2 separate regions of the Neogale vison genome follow, and region 2 is linked to region 1. The links are chromatin contacts, called in public Hi-C maps. All regions are on one chromosome and are shown on one strand. The core of a region is the stretch at or near the end of the contact, and the rest is flanking DNA. Distances in the headings are between cores, read along the strand shown.

What was found. A called contact is a pair of places that touch in the nucleus more often than the background predicts.
Region 2: a contact with region 1 is called in a Hi-C map of muscle, with 4 times the contacts expected there. The contact joins the promoter of GRPEL1 here to the promoter of LOC122889984 in region 1. A contact is called at or near these places in 2 of 3 Hi-C or Micro-C datasets (fibroblasts and muscle).

The regions. Positions count from the first base shown.
Region 1 is chr11:64,661,488-64,665,733 of ASM_NN_V1, forward strand. It overlaps LOC122889984 (MORF4 family-associated protein 1-like), which reads right to left and starts at 2,865. Exons shown (of 1, transcript XM_044225624.1): 1 at 1,370-2,865. The coding sequence starts at 2,850. The coding sequence ends at 2,467.
Region 2 is chr11:64,955,897-64,960,095 of ASM_NN_V1, forward strand. GRPEL1 (grpE protein homolog 1, mitochondrial) reads right to left here and starts at 1,655. Exons shown (of 4, transcript XM_044267840.1): 1 at 1,569-1,655. The coding sequence starts at 1,627. It overlaps LOC122919073 (a long non-coding RNA gene), which reads left to right and starts at 2,049. Exons shown (of 2, transcript XR_006386736.1): 1 at 2,049-2,151.

The DNA of each region.
Region 1 (4,246 bases), core at 1,615-4,114:
AGAAGGCCAGGAGCATGGACAAGAATTCCACGGACAGAAACGGTTTCTGTAAAGGACTCTCTTGTGCCCAGGTACTCTATGATAAAAGTACACAGTCATCCAAGACATGTATCTCAGCTTGTCTCCATGAACACATGCTTGCTCCAATCAAATCATGTGTAGCAATTCTGGAAATCGCACCCTGCCTGTCCTATGGCTTTGAGCATCCATCAGCACAGGCCAATGCAGATGAATTAACTCCCTGAAGAAGCCTCTCTCCTCAGCCTGCCCCTCTCACCTGGCTCCCACAGTGTCCTCCAGAGTCTCCCCAGGGCTGCAGCTCCCATGGTTCCGAGCTCCAGGGGGCCCCCACTGGGTTCTACTCTCAGGGGTTGTACTCCACGCTCAGGGCAAGTCGTTTGCTCTAAAGAGCTTTTTCTAAAGAGCTTTTCCATAAGTGCTCAGTCCCTCCTTGTGCTCCCACAGGATACTCAAGCACATGGCAGTGCAATTACTCGTCCCAGCTCTTCCCTATCCGGGACTTTCCTTCATGCTCCTGGTGCCTCAGGTGGGACAGAAAGCATGTTCTATTCCCACTGAGAGACTAAACATACCGCAGCTGCTGAGAAGCAAGGCCAGAGACGAGACGATGGCCTGAAGTTCATCTCTGTTAAAAGCTGAGAGTTCTGTCAACCTGTCCTCACACCACCTGCTGTAAGCAATTCTCCCTCCCAGTTTCAGGCTCACAAGAACCCCAAACTTCAAGCAGCTCGGTCCCGCTTGCTGGTGGCAGCGCTGAAAGAAGCGTGTCCATTTCAAAAGAAATGGATTAACACACACACTGGCTTTGGTCTTCTGAACAACATCTTTATTTGAAAAACGATTTTCTATAGATAAACACACACAATGGCTTTGGTCTTCTGAGCAACATCTTTATTTGAAAAAAGATTTTCTACAGATCTTTGTTTTTTCAAGGCAAATGAACACTTATCAAACACATGTCTGATTTGAACTCAAGAGGTCTTATCTTCCCGGGGCACAGCTGGACTGGCCAGGAAACACACAGACCCAGGCCCAAGACCCAGGAATACTTGATCATTCAAAGGAACACAAAGGATCCAAGCCCGTTAACTTATGCCCAGACAAGTAGCTTGTTTAGGCGTGTACAAGCCACTGATCAACACCATCCTAACCACAGAAACACCAGATGTACCTAATGAAATCTCTAATGAAAGAAAGACATTTTGGGGATGCCTGGGTGGCTCAGTCAGTTAGGCATCTGCCTTTGGCTCAAGTCATGATCCCAGGGTCCTGGGACTGACCCCGCATTGGGCTCCTTGTAGAGTGGGGAGCCTGCTTCTCCCTCTGCCTGTGGCTCCCGCTACTTGTGCGCTCTGTCTCTCTGACAAATAAAATCTTAAAAAACAAAGAAAGAAAGAAAGATATTTTTCAAATTCTAAGTCTCTCGAAATTGAACAGACAGACCTCTGTGGGACCAGAGTAACTAAGTAAGCCTGTGAACACAACTTCACCTCCAAACCACCAACAGCATCCACCTGCTGAGACACCCCCGACCAAATTTTGCACTTAAAAACCCTCACCTGTAAGTCATCGGGCAGTTTGGGACTTGAAGCCTTAGCTCCCTGTTCTCCAATAAATAGCCTACCTTTCCTCACTGCAAAATCTCCATGTCAGTCTTTTACTGGCTTGCTGTGCATCCGAGGGAAGAATTCTCTTTTGGCTCGCTTACACAACCACTGACCCTGAGGGAGACTGTCGCATGCAGATAAGAAACATACAAAAACAGAATAAACAAGCTACTTCAGCTTTCTTGTGGTGTCAGCCCAGGTGACCAGCATCCATCAGCTGTGAACCTAAAGCAGAACTGGAAGAAATTCACCATCAAGACACGGAGTCTCAGATTTCTGCATCCTGGTGTTAAAAATTAAAAAAAAAAAAAAAAAAAAAAAAAAAGAACCATCCACAAGAATGCCTCTGAAAGAGTCCTCTGACACTGCCTCCTCCTAGAAGAACCTGGAAAGTTCTAGTCCAGGCCTACAGCTTCACATTTCTCTGTTTCTTTCCCGTGTTCTCACCAGCCCCTATTTTGCTCAATGGCCAAGCTTTCTTCCCATCCCTGCCACCACCCTCCTCAGTGCTAGGGCGGCTCTACCTCCAGCAACTGTCCCTCCGGAGGTGACTTTTCAGTTTCACAAAGACAAACCCCAAGTTATTCCAATGTTTCTCTAATTACCAGCGGAGTCAGGAGGAGCCACAAAAAATCACTGTCTGCTCTAGCACCTGTCCCAGCTAGCATGGACCCATTTTCCTCTCAACCTCAACTTTGCTCCCCCTGCCCAATTTCGGACTCAGTGAGACTGAAGCTTCACCTTCACTGCTGCAGCAGGACGACCACCCAGACGCTACTGAATCTGGCTGTGGCACGGCCAGGCCCCGCCAACGCCCCGCCTCACCGCCCGCGCTCCTTCAGGACGACTCGCTTCTCTCTATCCGCCGCACCAGCTCCACCAGCATCTCTGCCATCTTCGCGATCTCCTTGGCCTTCTCCTCGGCCTTCTCGCATCTCTTGGCCGCCCTGCCGTCCACGCCGTCGCCGGGGTTCTGCAGATGGTTGAGGGCGCTCTCCTCCGAGGCCTCCACCTGCGTTTTGATCTGGATGAGCATATTGTCCATCTCCCACAGCTTGCTCCTGTTCCGCAGGTAGGCTCTGCCGTGCTCCCGCGTGAGGGCCGCGATGTCCTCGCGCATCTCGCTGATGACGGGCAGGAGGAACTGCTCGAAGTCCTCCTCGGGCTCCAGCACTTCCACCTCCTCGGGCTCCGCCAGCCCGACGATGTCCAAGGGCCGCATCTGTCCTGCCACTTCTCCGTGCCCGCGCCCCTGGGGACGGGCGCGGGCATGAACCGTTCCTGCGGCCGTCCGCGCGTCAACAGTTCTCCCGAACTATCTACTCCTCCCTCCTCAGAGCCGCTCCGGGAAAGAACCCGGAGCAGATCCCGCACCTAGGCCCGGCCAACAAGAGGTACTCCCGGCCGGGGCCGGCGGTGGGACTGTTTGCGGCACTTTCACGACGTGGCCCGGCCCCCTTACGGCCGTGACTGGGACCGACCCGTGGCGGGCGCGCGCACACTGATGGGCCTCTGTCGCGGGCGCGCGCACGCCCACCGCCCCCAGCTTCCGTCCCCGCCCCGCCCCCCAATCAGCCTTTGGGATCCTCCCGGTACCTCGCATATCTCCTCTGTGAGGGCATCCCAGGCTTTTACTTTCACTTTGTTTTTTTTTTTTTTAAGTGAAAGCAATTTTCCCTCCCTAGTGTTTAAATCAGACAGGCTGATGTTTACAGCTCTTACTATCCAGCAACGCACTACTCTAAGTGCTTAGTTTAATTCACTTAACCTCACAGCAAAGCTGATAGATGAAAAACTGGCTAAAAAACTCTCTTACGGCGGCCCCTGGGTGGCTCAGGTCATGGTCTAAGGGTCCTGAGATGGAGCCCCGCATTGGGCTCTCTGCTCAGTGGGGAGCCTGCTTCCCCCTCTCTCTGCCTGCCTCTCTGCCTGCTTGTGATCTCTCTCTCTCTCTCTCTCTGTCAAATAAATAAATAAAAATCCTAAAAGCAGCAACAACAACAAAACACGTGCTTATGGTCAGAATTTGAACCTGAGCCATTTGGGTCTACTCTTTCTTTTCTTCTCTTTTTTTTTTTTTTTAAAAGATTTTATTTATTTATTTGACAGACAGAGATCACAAGTAGGCAGAGAGGCAGGCAGAGAGAGAGGGGGGTAAGCAGGCTCCCCGCCGAGGAGAGAGCCCGATGCAGTGCCGGATGCAGGGCGGATGAGGGCGGATTCCAGGACCTCGAGATCATGACTCCAGCCAAAGGCAGAGGCCCAACCCACTGAGCCAGGCAGGTGCCCCTACAGTTGCTCATCTTAATGAGCACACATACTTCCTCTTCTGGGACAGGGCCCTTAAGTCAAAAACCCAGGATTCTTCTTTTTTATTTAATTTTTTAATAAGCATATAATGTATTATTAGCTCCAAGGGTACAGGTCTGTGAATTGCCAGGTTTACACACTTCACAGCACTCACCATAGCACATACATCTCCCCAATGTCCATAACCCCACCACCCTCTCCCACACCAACCCTCTTGTGAGATTAAGAGTCTCTTATGGTTTGTCTCCCTCCCTTCCTGCCCCCAACCCCCCCGTGTTGCATCTCCACTTCCTCATATCAGAGAGATC
Region 2 (4,199 bases), core at 405-2,904, 290 kb after region 1:
GAAGAGCAGGGAGCCTGATGTGGGACTTGATCCCAGGACTCTGGGATCATGACCTGAGCCGCAGGCGGATGCTTAAGGACTGAGCCACCCAGGCACCCTGCTAAGAGTTCTTCTTAATGGCACCACATTTCAATCTGAAAAGAAGTACAATCTTCTTCCTAGAATAAAGGGAACTGCCTCAAAGAACAGGAGAGCTATCAGTACACAGATTATGTGTACAAGAATGTTTAGGGCAACACAATACAGCAACAGGCTGGGGACACTGCTGAACACACTGTCACTTCCACAACCTGGAATATTCTGTGGCTGTGAACAAGAATGTCAAACTCTCACCTCTGGGATACACTACAGATGTACTGGGAGGTACGAAATGCAATTTAGAGAAGTAGACAAAGCATGAAGCCTCTCTGTCAGGACAAACCCCAGAAATCCTGTATATGTATACCTGTGTCTTAGGCCTCCAGAAGAATGGAAGGATCCATTAGTCTGCGGAGTGGAGTGCATTAAGCCTTTTATTGTATTTTATTTCTGTGATTTAAAGAAGCTGGTAATTCAACAACTGCATATGTTGTTGTGAGGCCGGTCATCTTTCTTAGCAGTGCTGATTCCTGGATATGACAGTCACAGCCTCTGTACCTATTCTGCTGCTCAGCCATGGAGGGGATGCAGCCAGGCAGTCAGAGCTTAGCCCCCTCTCAGAGTTAGGACCAGGACTCCACCTGAGTCCCCGTTTGAGCCTCTTTCCACAATCAGCTAGCTAGTCCTCAAGAACAGAAAGTTATTGCTACTTTTGTGACTGCTTTCTAACTAATTCAGATACAAAACCACAGACTACCTGAGCAACCCCGGGAATGCGGGTGCTCAAGGCTCTGTCCGCATGTGTCGCTTTCTGTAATTTCCGAGGCTGGCAATCACAGTGTGACCCCCAACCACCGGAGGTCATCCTCGCCCCACCCGCCGGGTCTCCAGGTCCTCGCGAGCCAGCGCGTCTGAAGAGAAGTCCAACTTCGGCTCTGCCCGGCTGCTACCCAACGTTTGGCCCGAGCAGCTTCTCCGTGAAGTACACGGTTCGGAGCCGTTCCTCCGGCCAAGGCGACGCTAAGACTTGCCAAATTACCTTTCGAGCTAGGACTTCGAATGGCAGAGGCCGCCGGCTAAAAGAACGGGGAGGGCCCTGGACGGTCCACCTAAACTGCTCCCTCCATGGCGGGGCGGCCCTCGCAGCGCTTCTGGCCTGCACTCCGAAAGGAACCGGGCCCAGGTTCGGAACGAGCCCGAACGCCTGGCAGACCAAGCCTGGCGCTGCCCGAGCACGCGCACCCGCGCGCGACCTGGCCTTGGGCGGCCCGCCAGATCCCGGGCGCGAGCGCGCGTGGGCCGGTACGCTGGGCAGCTCAGCCCCAGCAGCGGGCCAGGCCCCGGGCGGGGGGTCCGCGTGCCGCGTTGGCGAACCGCGGGGCCCACGACGCCCCTCTCCGGGCCGGACCCCCGGCGCGGCCTCGGTCTGCGTGGAAGCCGCACTGAGGACATCGTCCTTCTTCCGCCACGGGCAGCCGAGCGCTCCTTACCTGAGAGACAGGTAAGCTGGGAGACTTTGCCGCGCCAGCCTCACACACCGAGCCGCCATGACTGCCGCCGCCGCCGCCGCCACTGCGCACGCACTGGGCATGCGCTTAGCCCGCTGGCCCGCCCCCTAGGGGGCGTGGCCACTCGCGATGACTCTCTGCCTTCGTCCCCGCCCAAACACTTCCCTTCAGCCAGTCCGTAACTGCTTCTCCTCTGATGGACAGACAATAGTAACCAATACTATGGGCCGCTTGAGAGCACGCCCCGCCAACCCCCCTCACCCGCCGCGGCTCTCCGCTCTTTCCCTCCTGGTGGGCGGGGTTGGAGGCTTCCGGGGCTCGGAAGGTGAGGAGGTGAAAGGTGGAGGGAATCGTGGGAGGAGAAGCTCGCGGGCGGGGCACGGTCCAGGAAGAACCAATGGGGACAAAGCGTGGGGGGGCGGGGCGCCGGAAGTGCGGCTCTCGGCCCGGGAGACTCGCGTCCGGCCGACCCTTCGGCGCTTGCGCCGCATTTCGCTGTGGGAGCGCGTTGTGCAAGCTCCGTGTGCGCGCTGGGCCTGTGCGGCCTTTCGGGACGCCCGGCGCGGTGAGAGGCCGGGTGCCGGGTCGGGTCCGCGGTGGGGACCGAGGGGGGCTCCTGTCAGAGCCGGGGCGGGAACCCAGGGGCGGATGGGCCCGCGTGGACGCTGGAGGGTGGATGGAGACGCGGGCAGACGCTGGTTCTCTGCGCTGTGCCCTCGCTTCTCCGAGTAAAACACACACTGTGGCGAGGAGCTCGGCGCCTAGGGGGCTCTGGGACACAGCTGAAGGTCATGAACCCAAGTGGCAACGGCCACTGCAGCTCGATCACAGGCCCCAAGGCCGAGGTACTAACCCTCGGCTGCCGTCCGTCTGGCGAGGGCCCCGGAACTCTGACCCGGCTCTTGCTCCAGCGCGCCTGGCCGCAACCCCGTGGGCCCCTTGCCGCCTGGGCGGCAGGGGCTGGAGCTGTGGCTTCCGTGAGGGGCAGGGCTGCCCGCACGTCACGTCGGGGAGGACCAACTCTTCTCCGCGCGCAGAAGTAGTGACGGTGTTGAACGGTAGTCTGCGACACCTGCCGGGGGAGGCCAGCCGCCAGATCTGGGATGGGGGCTGTTCTGGGGAGAATGACCCAGTTTATTAATTAAGGGGCTGGAGGAAAAGAAAAAAAGGAGGACTGTCTGACAATTAAAGCTTAAAGGAAAAGAAAAAAAGGAGGACTGTCTGACAATTAAAGCTTAAAAGACACAATTAAATGGATGTGAGGACCTTATGTGGATCATGATGGGAAAAACCAACTGCACAAAAGACATTTGTGACACGGTGAGGGGAAATTTGGATACAAACAGAATGGTAAAGGAGGTCGTGACACTTGTTACAGAGAGAGAACGGCGTAGTGGTTAGGTCAAAATGCCCCATTTGTTGAGGAATGCAAACGGAGTATTTACACTATATTGCCATACTGTTTGGAATTTGCCTTATAAATACTCCTGTAAAAAAAAAAGATAGAAAATGGCAAAATGTTGAAAATGGTTGAGGCTGGATGGTGAATACCGTCCAAATTGTAACTCTTCTTTGGTATATTTGAAATTTACTATAATAAATAAGCATGATAATGCCCTTGTTTCTCACTGGCTTTGGGCAAGCCACAATCCTTGATCTGCTCACCTGTAAAACTGAGATCATTTCTTTAAAAAGATTTTTTAATTTTTTGTTTGAGAGAGAAGCAGCACACAAGCAGGGGAAGAGGCAGAAGGAGAGGGAGAAACAGGCTCCCTGCTGAGCAGGGAACCCGATGCGGGGCTCAATCCCAGGACCCTGGACCATGACCTGAGCCAAAGGGACATGCTTAACCGACTGAGCCACCCAGGCACCCAAAAACTTGGATTATATTTATTGTGAAGTTTAAAGAACAAATACTCATTTTCTAATGTACTTGGGCTCAGAGGGAGTCTGGGCACCCCAAATAGCTTACAGTGCAGCATGAGGACAGTCAGGAGAGAGTTATAGCCACCAGGTCCCATGTCGCGATGTGAGGCCACGCTGGGGACAGTGACCCACCAGCTGGTCCAGGCTTGCCAGGAAGCCATAATCCTTTTTTTTTTTTTTTTCCCATCTGGAAATGTTTATTTGAACTGACAGCATCGGTACATAGTGCAAACCTCTCTTTGGTAATGAACGGATTACAACGAACACAGAAGGCACCCGGCTGTCGGCTACAGTCGGAAAGTAAACAAATATGTACATTCGCTTCGTGAGGCTGTGATCCCCCCGCAGTGGCCGCAGAGGGTCCCTCGGGGCCCTGCCCACCGCTCGGACACCCCGTGTCCATAATCCTGACCAGTGTCTCACCTCTTGCAATCTCCCTGAACAGGGATCTACCTGTGCTGCCACCTCGTGGCCACACTGGAAACTTCCAAAAGGGAGCTGGGGTGTCCCATACGAAAGGGTCATTTTGCCACTGCTCTTGGGAACCTGCTCAGGTAGTTCGTTCCTTGAGGTCTTCATGAACTTGGTGCAAGTCCTCTCCACATGGAGAGGAAGCTGCTTGTATGGGAAGACTCCTGGATCAGCCCACCGATCACACTTCACAAAGAGTGTGGGTGGCCCTTGGTG